Linked DNA regions of Zea mays: region 1 is linked to region 2. The links are chromatin contacts, called in public Hi-C maps. All regions are on one chromosome and are shown on one strand. Each heading gives the region's core, a stretch centred on a gene start, on an enhancer-like site or on the middle of the called end of the contact. The rest is flanking DNA. Distances are from core to core; before and after follow the strand shown. Region 1 holds the start of LOC542601 (eukaryotic translation initiation factor 5A). Region 2 holds the start of LOC541814 (ribosome-inactivating protein).

Region 1 (5,338 bases), core at 1,569-4,068, 170 kb after region 2:
GATGGATGTCTCTGTAGCAATCCTTGATACACTTCTTTTTTCGATTTAGGTTTTGAGATACAGTATTCCAAGGCAGGGAAGTTACTTGGGGCCAACATCCTTCAGCGCGCAGATCTGCTCCTCCCCCATAGCAGACTGGACAGTCACAACAAGATCCTTGCCGCTTTCAAACCCTTCCTTGATCTGAATTACCAAGCATACAAGATGCAGAAGTATTATTTAGTTTGGGCAGCCACTTGAGGTAGATAAATTAACTCTCCAACAGACATAAGTTATGCAGCATACTACTTCCAATCAACATAAATTGTATCCTAGACAACATACAAAGTGCAGGTCATGCATACGTTTCAGTTTTAAAGCAACCAATTTTAGTGCAGTTTCAGCATGTTTTATATGACATGGTTGTTATGTCATATCATTTTTAAAAAGAATGGTAGACAGTCTAAATACATAAGGAATGTCTAGTTCTACAAGGCCCTACTTTCCACATTCCTTATAAGCACCAGATCAATTAACAAACATCAAGGAAGAGAAGCTACCAAGAAAGAACATATGACTAATAAGCTAACAAAGATAACCACCATCTGTAATATTTGGAAGTCAATAAGAAAACCAACAAGACTTAAGATGAAAAATGTTTTCAAACAGACCTGGGCCACAAGAGTCTCATCAGTTGGGAGTCTAAGATCATCCTTAGTGTTGCCATCTGAAGTAAGAAGGCTCACCTGAAACAAATTAAATTAAAATATAAGACTGAAGTTAACATTTATTTCAAAGAAGAATGTAGTTTTAATGATTAGAGGAACATACAAATCCATCCTCTGATATATCAATCAGCTGGTACTCAGTACGGTTCACATGCGGAATCTTAAAAAAATGTCAAACTTGTGAGTGGCGTATGAAGTGAACCATCAAAAGAACTTAGCTTAACACAGAAATTAACTTACATCACAGTTGTGTGACGAAGGAACAATATCTTCGAGCTTTTTCCCGTTGAATATGTCTATGGCAACAAAGTGGCATTTGGCATGGCCATGCTTACCAGTCTTTGAGGTAGAAACCTCCACAACCTGTAGCATAAGTTGTTTTTATCAACCATATTCCGCAAACAAACTCAATAAAACAGCGACGTATGTGCTGCGACTTAAGAGCAATAAAGTTCCAAATAGTTTTAGGGACAGCATCATGAACTGTTGCTGATATATCACTCAAATCCATCAGAAGTTCATAAAATAGAAGGGTTAATAAACAGAAATGAGCTTACTATCACCTTATGATAATACAGTGACAGCCTAAAATAAAATACGGTATGGCAATACCACATAGAAAATTTTCGAGGTTTAGAATTAAAGAAGAGATAACCTGTTTGGTAATTGCAAAACAAGTACGTACTCACATTCTCTTTGTCAATGGATTGCCAGACCAAAAGAAACTTCATTTTGACAACAAACTGGTTTTATTGATAAACAGAAAATATTCAAATATAACTTCCCAATTACAACCCAACTCATTAAAAAATCAATAATAAAGAACAATGTTTTACAATCATTGTGGGGTCAAATCAAAACTCTGTCCAAAATGTAGGGCATATGTTATTTTAGTTTTTTTATTGATTTCAAACATCATTAAACAGCTTATAGCTCCCAAGAAAACATCACACTGAGTCAGCAACATTAAGTTTAGTTGTATGACAGACTGACAAAGATAAAAGTATTTTTATTTTCCTTAAAACACATTATCTGTGTGATCTCTTATTCCCGTTATCTTGGAATAATGGAAATTGGATAACCCTCTGTTGAAACTTAAAATGATAAATTGTCTGATCACTTGGACAATATCACCATAGAACATGGGGTACAAACATTCAGACCATCATCAAAGATAAATAATGAGTACCCTTGAATGTTCAATGACAAGTTTAGAGGAGTAAAGAATTAACTCAACATGCCAACTAGTTTTCCCGCATTGTAAAGGGAAAAATCCAAAAGATCACCCATTTGCTATTTCAGCTACTTATATGGGCAGGGTGCAACCTACTCTGACTAAGGGCATGTTTGGTTCGTGACTAACTGTGCCACACTTTGACTAAGGTTAGTCGCTCGAATTGAAGAACTAACCATAGGCTGAAAAAGTTACCCAAAGTGTGGCAAGTTAGGCAGCAAATCAAACAGGCCTTAAATGTATTTTTTCTGGTCTCCAGAAAGTCAGATCAGATGAACTGTTATTCTGTAAAAGCCTACTTGTAATATAACTCCGGCTGGCAATAGCAAAGTCTCCTTCTAGCCACCAGGTATATCTAGCATCCAAGTCCCACAAATTCCACCTCCATAGATTGGATCAACCCTCAAAACTTAACAGTACTATCACAGTATGACCAAAGACAACTGCATCTCGATATCACCAGTTCACAGCACAACGACACGGGTCAACACTAATCAATGGAATACAGCCGATCCCAAAACTGCGCACACATATACCTTGCAGGGGCGGTTCTTGATGACGATGAAGCCGTTCTTACGGACGGTGCCAGCCTGCTGCGGGTAGGTCTTGGACGCTCCGGCGTCGGCCTTCGATTCGAAGTGGTGCTCCTCCGAGTCCGACATGGCGATCCCTGCAAAAAAAAAAAAGAAACAAACAACAAGATCCGAAAATTAGCCTCGATTCGGATTCCCCGTATTTTAGGAAACAAGAGAAATTACAAATCTGAAACCAGATCAACTGAATTCGGAAGTAAATCTGACGGCGACGGGTCAGAATTTAACCTGGCTTGGCTGGATCAAGAAGGAGGCGGAGGAGCAGGGAGATGGAGAGAGGTGCGGATGGGGATGATAAGTGATAAGCTCGCGGCGAATGCTAGGGTTTCCGCTTTTTATACCGCTAACAGCAGGTGCACCCACCGCTTCCAACCCGAGAGAAGACGGTGTGTTTCACTGACTCTTGGGGCTTGCTGGAAAACGGGCCCGCATGTCGGTTGGACGCCTTCAGGTGCATATGTTGAGCGTATCTGAACCGTCGGTTTTGTCGGGCGATCGGACGCGTGTACGGCTGCAGAGGAAGGCATCTTCTCGCGTTTGAATCACGCTATCGACGGCTGAAAAGCATCTTTCCTCCTCCCTTGGCTCGCCTTCCTTTTTTTTTTCTTTGCTTGCGACCTTGCGTTCCTTTTCTTATCGAAGACTTTTCATTTTCTTTTCAGCGTCACCTTTGCTGATCAGCGATAAGAAAACAATCGTGCGGGAACGTTTTCGAACCTCTTATTCCGATGATCCGATCAGATTGAGAGATTCGTCGTGAGAACGCACTATTCTTGGATTGCAACACCCCCACCTGAAGTTTTCCTTATAGCATCGTAGTATGTGGTTGTAAGTTTAGTATCAATTTTAAAGGTCAGAAAGGCGAAGGCTAGTTTATAATACTTGTTTTAAATATATTAGCATATCTCGTTCAATACACAACCAAGACTCACTATCAGGGTTGATTTGGTGATTAGGGATCTCTAGAGGATCCATGGGAAGAAATCCTCTTGCAATTCAATTTTGAATAGCAAGAGGATTTCTTCCCCTCGAGATCCCCGGTCACCAAATCAGCCCTAATAGTTTTTTATACATCTTATGTGCAGAGCTGGAGCATAAATACAATACACAAAAAAATAATATACAGGCATATACCCGCTGCAATCTTTATATTCTGTTTAGGATAGCTATTTCTCTAGAAAATTTAGTGAAGTTAGTAGAATAGGTCATTAGATGCTCTAAAAATGTGGAGTTGAAATTGTAAGCCTTTAGAATGCATTTAGATAAGTCACTTTATTTATTATGTATATTAAAAATATTCTTAAAACTAATTAAATTGATATAAAATATAGCTTCATACTGGAACTGAAACCTTGAGCCATCCTAAACACCCTCTAGTTGGAGCCAGACCCAGCGAAGTAGCCATTCGATAAGCAAAAGACGAAGTATCCACTAATCAGATTGAAGTTTATAGAAATAGTAAAAATCAGTATGGATTAAAGTCAAGCGAACAACAGATCAAAATCTTTGTTTGCTCGTTTAGCTTTAATACGTACTAATTTATATCAATTCTACAATATTTTTGTTTATATAAATTATAAATGTAACAATCTAAACAATCGACTTTAACCTGAAGCAATAGCCAGCCGTACGAAGTACCCACCGACCAAATCAAAGCGAAAGCAAATGTCACATCAAAATCTTTACTCCCAGCTAGACGCAATGAAGTGATGATCTAGCCCATTGATCAGCTTCTCTATGATCTCACTCATCGGATTAAAGTGAAAATTTTGTCACGTCAAAATCTTTAGTCCTAGCTAGACCCAACGAAGTAATGACCTGCTTCAGGTCAAAATCTGTAGTCTGAGTCAGGCTCAACGAAACTATGATCTGCTCCATTGATCAGCTTCTTTGCGACCTCATTGCAGTACTGCATATACGTGAGATCAAAGTGGGGAAAATGTCAGGTCAAAGGTTCTTTAGGCCTCCTTCGTTTCATACCCCACAATCCATGTAGATTTGAAACAAAATGAACAGACCCTTAGAGCTGATTTGGTGACCCGGGATCCCGGGAGGATCGGACCCTCAATCCCCTCCAATCCTCCTGGGATCCCCTTGTCACCAAATCAACCCTTAGCGTGATGTAGACCTAACGAATTAACGATGTGACAAATTGACACATCAAAATTTTTAGTCTGAGCCAGACCTGACCAAGTAACGATCTTGGTCCATCGATCAGCTTCACTATTTTGTCATTCTCATTCTTTATTTTGTCTTTCTCATTTCCCAAACTGTCATTTCCTATTTTGTTATTCTCGATCTTTGTTCTTCTTTTCTCCTTCCCCCACATGTGTGTTTTTGTCTACATCTACGACAGAAAAAACATCTACAAATCTCTCTCCAAGCCCACCTCTTACCCTTGCACAATGCACAATTGTAGATAAGTATCACTGAGATTTATGAATTATATTTTTTTATGGAGGGAGAAGTATTTAAATAAGATCCTTGCATGCAATTTTTTGTTTGAATAATATTTTCAACTTAAATTCTTTTTTTGCATGGTGGCATTTATTCTCCGTAATATTTTTTTATTAATCTAACTTGTGAGTCATTTTTATAAACTAGCGCCAAGAATGTGTTTCTTACTTAGAAATCCTGAACAAACACCACTAGCAGGAGGCGCTCGCGTTGGCGCCGGTCATCGACGACGAGAAGAAGCTTGGTGACTGTCAGTTCGACCTCTGGAAGGAGTCCTGCGTGGACGCATGCGTCACTGTGGACGACAAGCTCCGGCGCAGCCGCCGCTTGGACGCAGTCTAGAGCGG
Region 2 (5,911 bases), core at 1,535-4,034:
GGTGGTGTTCTTTAAACGTGGTTCCGTTTCAACTCTTGCAGTTGAAATTATTGTGGTGCCGACAGTATTTTAGAGCAGAGAATGAGGTTCCCCTTCGTACAACAATCTCTTCGACGACACCACGTACAACTCATACTGATTTCTATGTATTCATTACGTTGGCATATGGCCTTGCCGATTTGCAGTTTATTTGAGCCTCTTTTCCAAGTTAGGTTGAGCTCACACCACCGGGCCTTCCCTGACCCCGACGCGCGCAGTTGCGCACACTTACCCATTCTCGGCCCACGACAAGTTCTTATAACGATTAATGATCCAGTACATGTGGTCGCCGGCGTTGGCGTCGTACGTGACCACTCGCATAGGCCAGACCACCAAAGGTGTCAATAGAGAATTCCAGAGGTGCTAATTCCTCACTGGATTTGGACACCCTATTCCTATGACTGAGGCATATCCATCTCTATCTTCGTACTCATTATAGGTTTAAGATTCATCTTATAGCTATCTCTATTCAGGTATGGGGTTCCAGTGGACCTTCATCTCTGACAATAAAAACATGATCGCATTATATTTTATATGACATAAATAGCCACATGACATCTAACAATAATACATTAAAAATAAATCTTACATGTAACAAGTAAAAACATTATTTAGTTATGTAAAACATGACACGTTCTAATAATAATAAAAACAAAGTGAAACATTCTAAGAATAGTGACTTATTTAATGTAAGATCATGTCGTATTTGTTACTTTGAATTGAACGTCTAGAGTGGTTAGATGCACCAGTATTCCTGATTTTAATTTCCGATTCCTGACTGTTACCAATGATTTCACGATCGATTATATCATTTACGTGATCATGTTACTTCCTGTTTCGTTTTTCCGATTGTTACCGTTTATGATTTCGGATTAAAATATGGGTTGAAAGTGGTTGAAGGGTTTTCCTGACTGTTTTTGACTGTTTTCATCGCTAGTCGTACTCCAGTCTATAAAAAAAACTATTCCATTGCAAGCATAAAAGCACAATTATCTCCAGTATTCTCACTATTCTAAAAGCCAAAATTTTCTCAATATATAAAGCACGAAATATATACCATACGAACGATGGGACGATGAACTTGCTAAACTTCATGTGAAACTCCACAAAATCATGAAAAATACCGGAAGCACACCTCCCATGGTTATTAAAATTGCTTCTCATTGTTCCCAAACAAGTCATTATAAGTTTCTAAATATCAGCAACCATGATTTCTTCTACCTACAGAGGTCCGGATTATTTTTGAAAAAAATTATAGTATGCTATCAGATTTTATACTATTCCCTGTGTGCCACTAAGTGGTATATAGGTATATTTTGTGTGTATGACATGTGAGACCAGTAGTATACAAAGAACGAGTATATTTTTCAATGGCATATAGAGAATTGACCCATTATTTTTCTCTGTCCGGAGTAATTGGTGTACTGTTGAAGTTTCCCCCCTCTGTCCGCTGAGTCAATAGACCGTTTGGAAACTTAAATCTCATATTCCTAACAGGGATTGGGGAGCTTAACTTTTGCCTCAATCCTTGCCAAGAATTTCGGAGGAGATTTAAGTTTTAATCTCTAGTAGTTTAATTTTGCACTCAATCCTTAGAAATTTTGGAGGAGATTTTAATTTCCAAACTGGCCCTAAATAAGACCCATAGAGGAAGTTAATTGCGGTCTTTTGCAAAGAAATTCAATCGACGCTATGCAAGCAAGTAGAGGGATACGAGGAACACCACGTACGCCGGGTGTATTTATTTGCACAGTAACATACTCCTATATACTAGCACTAGGAGTATACTGCTACTGTACCACGTGGATGGATCATCAGAGACCTCCTCGTTGTTCTCATATGTAGTAGCAGCAGCAGCACTAGTTTTGGTCCTTAACGAGCGCAACGATCTGCGCAGCTGCGTTTTTATCTTTGATGCCAAGATCCTTCATGTCGGGGATCTCAGCGGTCGGGTCGACGGCCCACCTGAAGACGGCTTTCGAGATCCTGTCCCATTTCTGCACCTGCTTCCCCTCCAGCGCCGATATGGTCACCGCTTGCGGCTTCTTGAACCCCTCGTCTACCTTGCGGGACACGGTGAAGAACCGCAGCCCCTCGCATACCATGATCACTAGCTTCGCCAGGTTGCTCTTCTCCTCGGCTTTGGGGTCAGCCGCTGCCTGCAGCAGCAGCAGCTCCTCCTCCTCCTCCGCCGCCTCTGCTAGTGTCGTCGTCGTCTTCTTCGCCAGGTAGTTGACGGCCGTGGTCATTTCGGCACGGCCCATGGTGACGGTCTCCAGGCCCTTACTGCCGATGAGGTCCTGGTACCGGCCGCCAAAGCCGAGCCACTTGGCGTTGTCGTCGAGGAGGTGGGTGTCGCCGTCCTTGCCGAACTCCCACCACACCCCGCCGGGGGTCCTGAAGCCGACCAGGTAGAGGTTGTCCATACGTATGGCGAGCGTGATGGACCTGGTCTTCGTTTTGAGCTCGGTGTAGAACCAGAGCTCGGGGACATTCTTCTCCAGCGGCAGCACGGGCTGGACGATGCCTGTATGGTTGGTGCAGTATTTGATCACGTCTTTCCGGACGGAGGTGATGAAGGCGCTGTAAGGGTAGGCCGTGTCCTCCACGGGGAAGGTTTCGGTGAACTTTGGCACTATATTTTTCTTCTTTGTTTGAGTAATAAGATCACTCAACTCTGGGTTTGGCTCCGCCATTCTCTCTTCTCTTTTTGTATCAACAGCTGAAAGTATGGATGGGTTGCTGGCAATTGGCATTGTGAATTGGCGATGTACTCGTTGCAGATATATGTAGTGGGAGGGTTGGGCATGTAGGTAATTCGATAGGATAAGGATGACTATGGTACGTACTATGTGGTGATGCGTCGGTAGCATTATTTATGCCAATTATTGATTCGCTCACCAAACTTTTAAATGCAGGAATACTGCGAATACAGAATACTCTCTTCAGGCATGGACAACGTGCTTCACGAGGATGCGGTCTGCCAGTCTCCGCGTGCCGTCCAAATTGCCAAGGAAAAAAAATATTTTCGCTCCTTAAACTTTTCACTATGTGTTATTCCGGTCCATAATTTTTTAAAATATGGCAGATCGGTTCTTAATCATTGTTGAGTATTAGTAGGACCGGACATTTTGAACCTGCTAACTAAAACCGAATAGACCGAATTGCTCGGTTTTTGGTTTTTAGGTTTCCGATTTGGTCTATAAATTTCTTTTATTCCGATGTGATCTGTCTCTATATAGTTAGTGAAGGGAAGACCATATATATACACGGCCGGTCCCGAGGTTTCATGGACCCGGGGCGAAACAAAAAATTGAGGCCCTCAAATTTTTTTGAATGGTAAAAGTCTATAATATATATATATATATATATATATATATATATATATATATATATATATATATATATATATATATATATATATATATATATATATATATATACTTTACTAGTACGATGCCCGTGCGTTGCAACAGCACATTATTTTTTTTTAAAAATGTTAGAGCATAATGATTACATGAAAATTAAATGTTCATATTAGACACTGTATGATATCTGGGTATCGACTATAACAATGAACAACTAAAAGTTTAATTGCTCAAGTGCTAAAAAAGTAAGATATAACTATTCAGTGATATATTTTGTACACTGTAAGACCGTTGTCTTAGTGCTCTCAACATACAACTTTCTTTCAAAGTTTCAATGGCTCTTGACTGCCTTTGTTCAATCACCAATGCCTTTTGACATCCTTCTTTCAAAGCTTGATCTGTTCAATCTTGCAGGCACGATCAATAGTAGACGGACAATGTCAAATGTGTGTCATGACATTCTGAGATCATTGTTGCCCAATTCGGGTAGCATCGGCCAAAACATGCGACACAATAAGGATATACAACCTGCAGAAAAAGGGACTCTAAATTTGCAGAGAATAGAAATGCAAAAGCTAAAGTAGAGAAGATACATCAGAAGATATGCCCAACATAAACTTCAGCTCCCAACAGATTCAAATAGTTGTTTGAGATCTTCAGAATAGTTGTTTGAGATTTTCAGAAGATACATTAGAAGATATGCCCCAACATAAACTTCAGCTCCATGAGTAAGAGCAAGAAGCTCAGATACTTCCGTTTTTCATTCTCATCATTCGCATCAACATCGACCATTTTACTTTCATCATTAGCATCAAATTCACACACACCATCAATTTCTTAATCCTCCTCTATCTCTTCATACTCAACCTCCTCCTCGATTTCTTCATACTCAACTTCTTTCTCTTTATCTACCTCGTCTGGATCATCAAACTGACAATGTATGGATAGAAATAAAAACTACGGTTCTGTGAAGTTTGTTTATTTATTTGTTCAAGAAGAAGCAAGTGTTGTGATGTGGGCAAATAGAATTCAGGGTCATGGGAAAAAATACAGGTACTGAAGCAAAGCAGAGGTGAGAGACAATCAAAGAAGATGATATCTGAAGTACAATTGAACAGGTTGGTGCAATCGTAAGGTATCAAACATCCCATTAATTGAATGGAAATGAAGAGAAAAGGAACAGGGAAAACAAAATAAAAATGTGTAAAATAAAACCTAAGTAATGATTAAACATGAAAAACGTCACTCTATGGAGTCATGGAGACATAATACAACAGAAAAAACTTCATACAGCTGCAAGCTTGACCCTAACATGAAAAACATTAACTTGTTACCAGGTACTTGTTGTCTTAAAATTTTAATTCTATGCATTCTGAAATGACTCCTATTTGTACTTATTGTCTTAAAATTTTAATTCCATGCATTCTGAAATAACTCACGTTTTGTCAATAAGTAATTAAATATAGTAGTCATCGAATCATACTATGAACAGCAAAACATCAATTACCATGGCGGCATACAATGTCTAAAGTATCGTTGTTCCACAGATACAACTAAAAAGTTTAATTGTGTGATTGTATCTAAACTATCTTGGCCATATACATTAAATGAACCTTATCGTTGCACAAAACAGAAGACATGAATGGTAAATTTATGGCATCCAACAATAGATTATAATAGCATTGGCATCCTACAGGTATCAAGCTGGACCAAATCTAGCTTTGATGAAAAACAAGATAGTCTTTTGTACTGACACAACCAAAAATAATAATATTGGTCCATGGAAGAGGGATACCTGGTCTGATATTCCTATTTTTTTCAATTACATAGTGTAGCGGTCACCTACTTATGTACAGTAGAGGTAACTCAGACATATAAACCCACAAAGCTATATGGGAATAAATAAAGCATTCAGTTGTACTGGTGAATGGACACACCCACAATTGTTGAACCTGTCCAATTTGTCAAATTTCTTTTGTTGTATTGACAATGAATCATATTGTGAATAAGAAAATGAAGTTTGTACGTGGAGCTCCCTACCACTGATGGGAGGATGAGAGCAGCCTTTGTCCTTGTTAGTTCATTTACTCTAATGCCATTCTCCAGTAGGAGCTGCAAAATCCTGCAGAAAGACGAAAATACAACTAAGAAGGAGAATTGTAAAGACCTTGTACTCTGTAACGTAATCGTTAACACGGAACAAATTCAGATGAGATCACGTACTGGAGGACGTTGGCGTGGGGGGAGCGAGTCGATGTAATACCTTGCTGAGGGTTCGGTTCCAGACTGCCCCCTCTTCTCTACAGCTCGCAGGCATGCACGACACACCCTAGCTCCCCTCTGTAGGTGAGTGTGTCGTCCATCTCGCCGAGCTCCCAGTAGGGCCATTGCATGACCTCGGTGGAGCAACCAATAAGCCCTAGCTCCCAGTAACAAATATACCTCAGTCATGGTAGGTGAAAGTGAAAGCATTCCAATTTCTTGATGTGGAGGCAAGGCTAAAA

Evidence for each region. Hi-C and Micro-C count contacts between places; a contact is called where the count stands out from the background.
Region 1: a contact with region 2 is called in a Hi-C map of tassel, with 2.0 times the contacts expected there. The contact joins the promoter of LOC542601 here to the promoter of LOC541814 in region 2. A contact is called at or near these places in 2 of 25 Hi-C or Micro-C datasets (bundle sheath and tassel).

What each region holds. Positions count from the first base shown.
Region 1 is chr7:172,063,766-172,069,103 of Zm-B73-REFERENCE-NAM-5.0, forward strand. LOC542601 (eukaryotic translation initiation factor 5A) reads right to left here and starts at 2,819. Exons shown (of 6, transcript NM_001112136.1): 1 at 2,763-2,819; 2 at 2,478-2,611; 3 at 948-1,070; 4 at 811-867; 5 at 651-725; 6 at 1-183. The coding sequence starts at 2,603. The coding sequence ends at 82.
Region 2 is chr7:171,889,192-171,895,102 of Zm-B73-REFERENCE-NAM-5.0, forward strand. LOC541814 (ribosome-inactivating protein) reads right to left here and starts at 2,785. Exons shown (of 1, transcript NM_001137489.2): 1 at 1,689-2,785. The coding sequence starts at 2,735. The coding sequence ends at 1,899. LOC100284726 (protein UXT) reads left to right here. Exons shown (of 6, transcript NM_001157621.2): 6 at 1-165.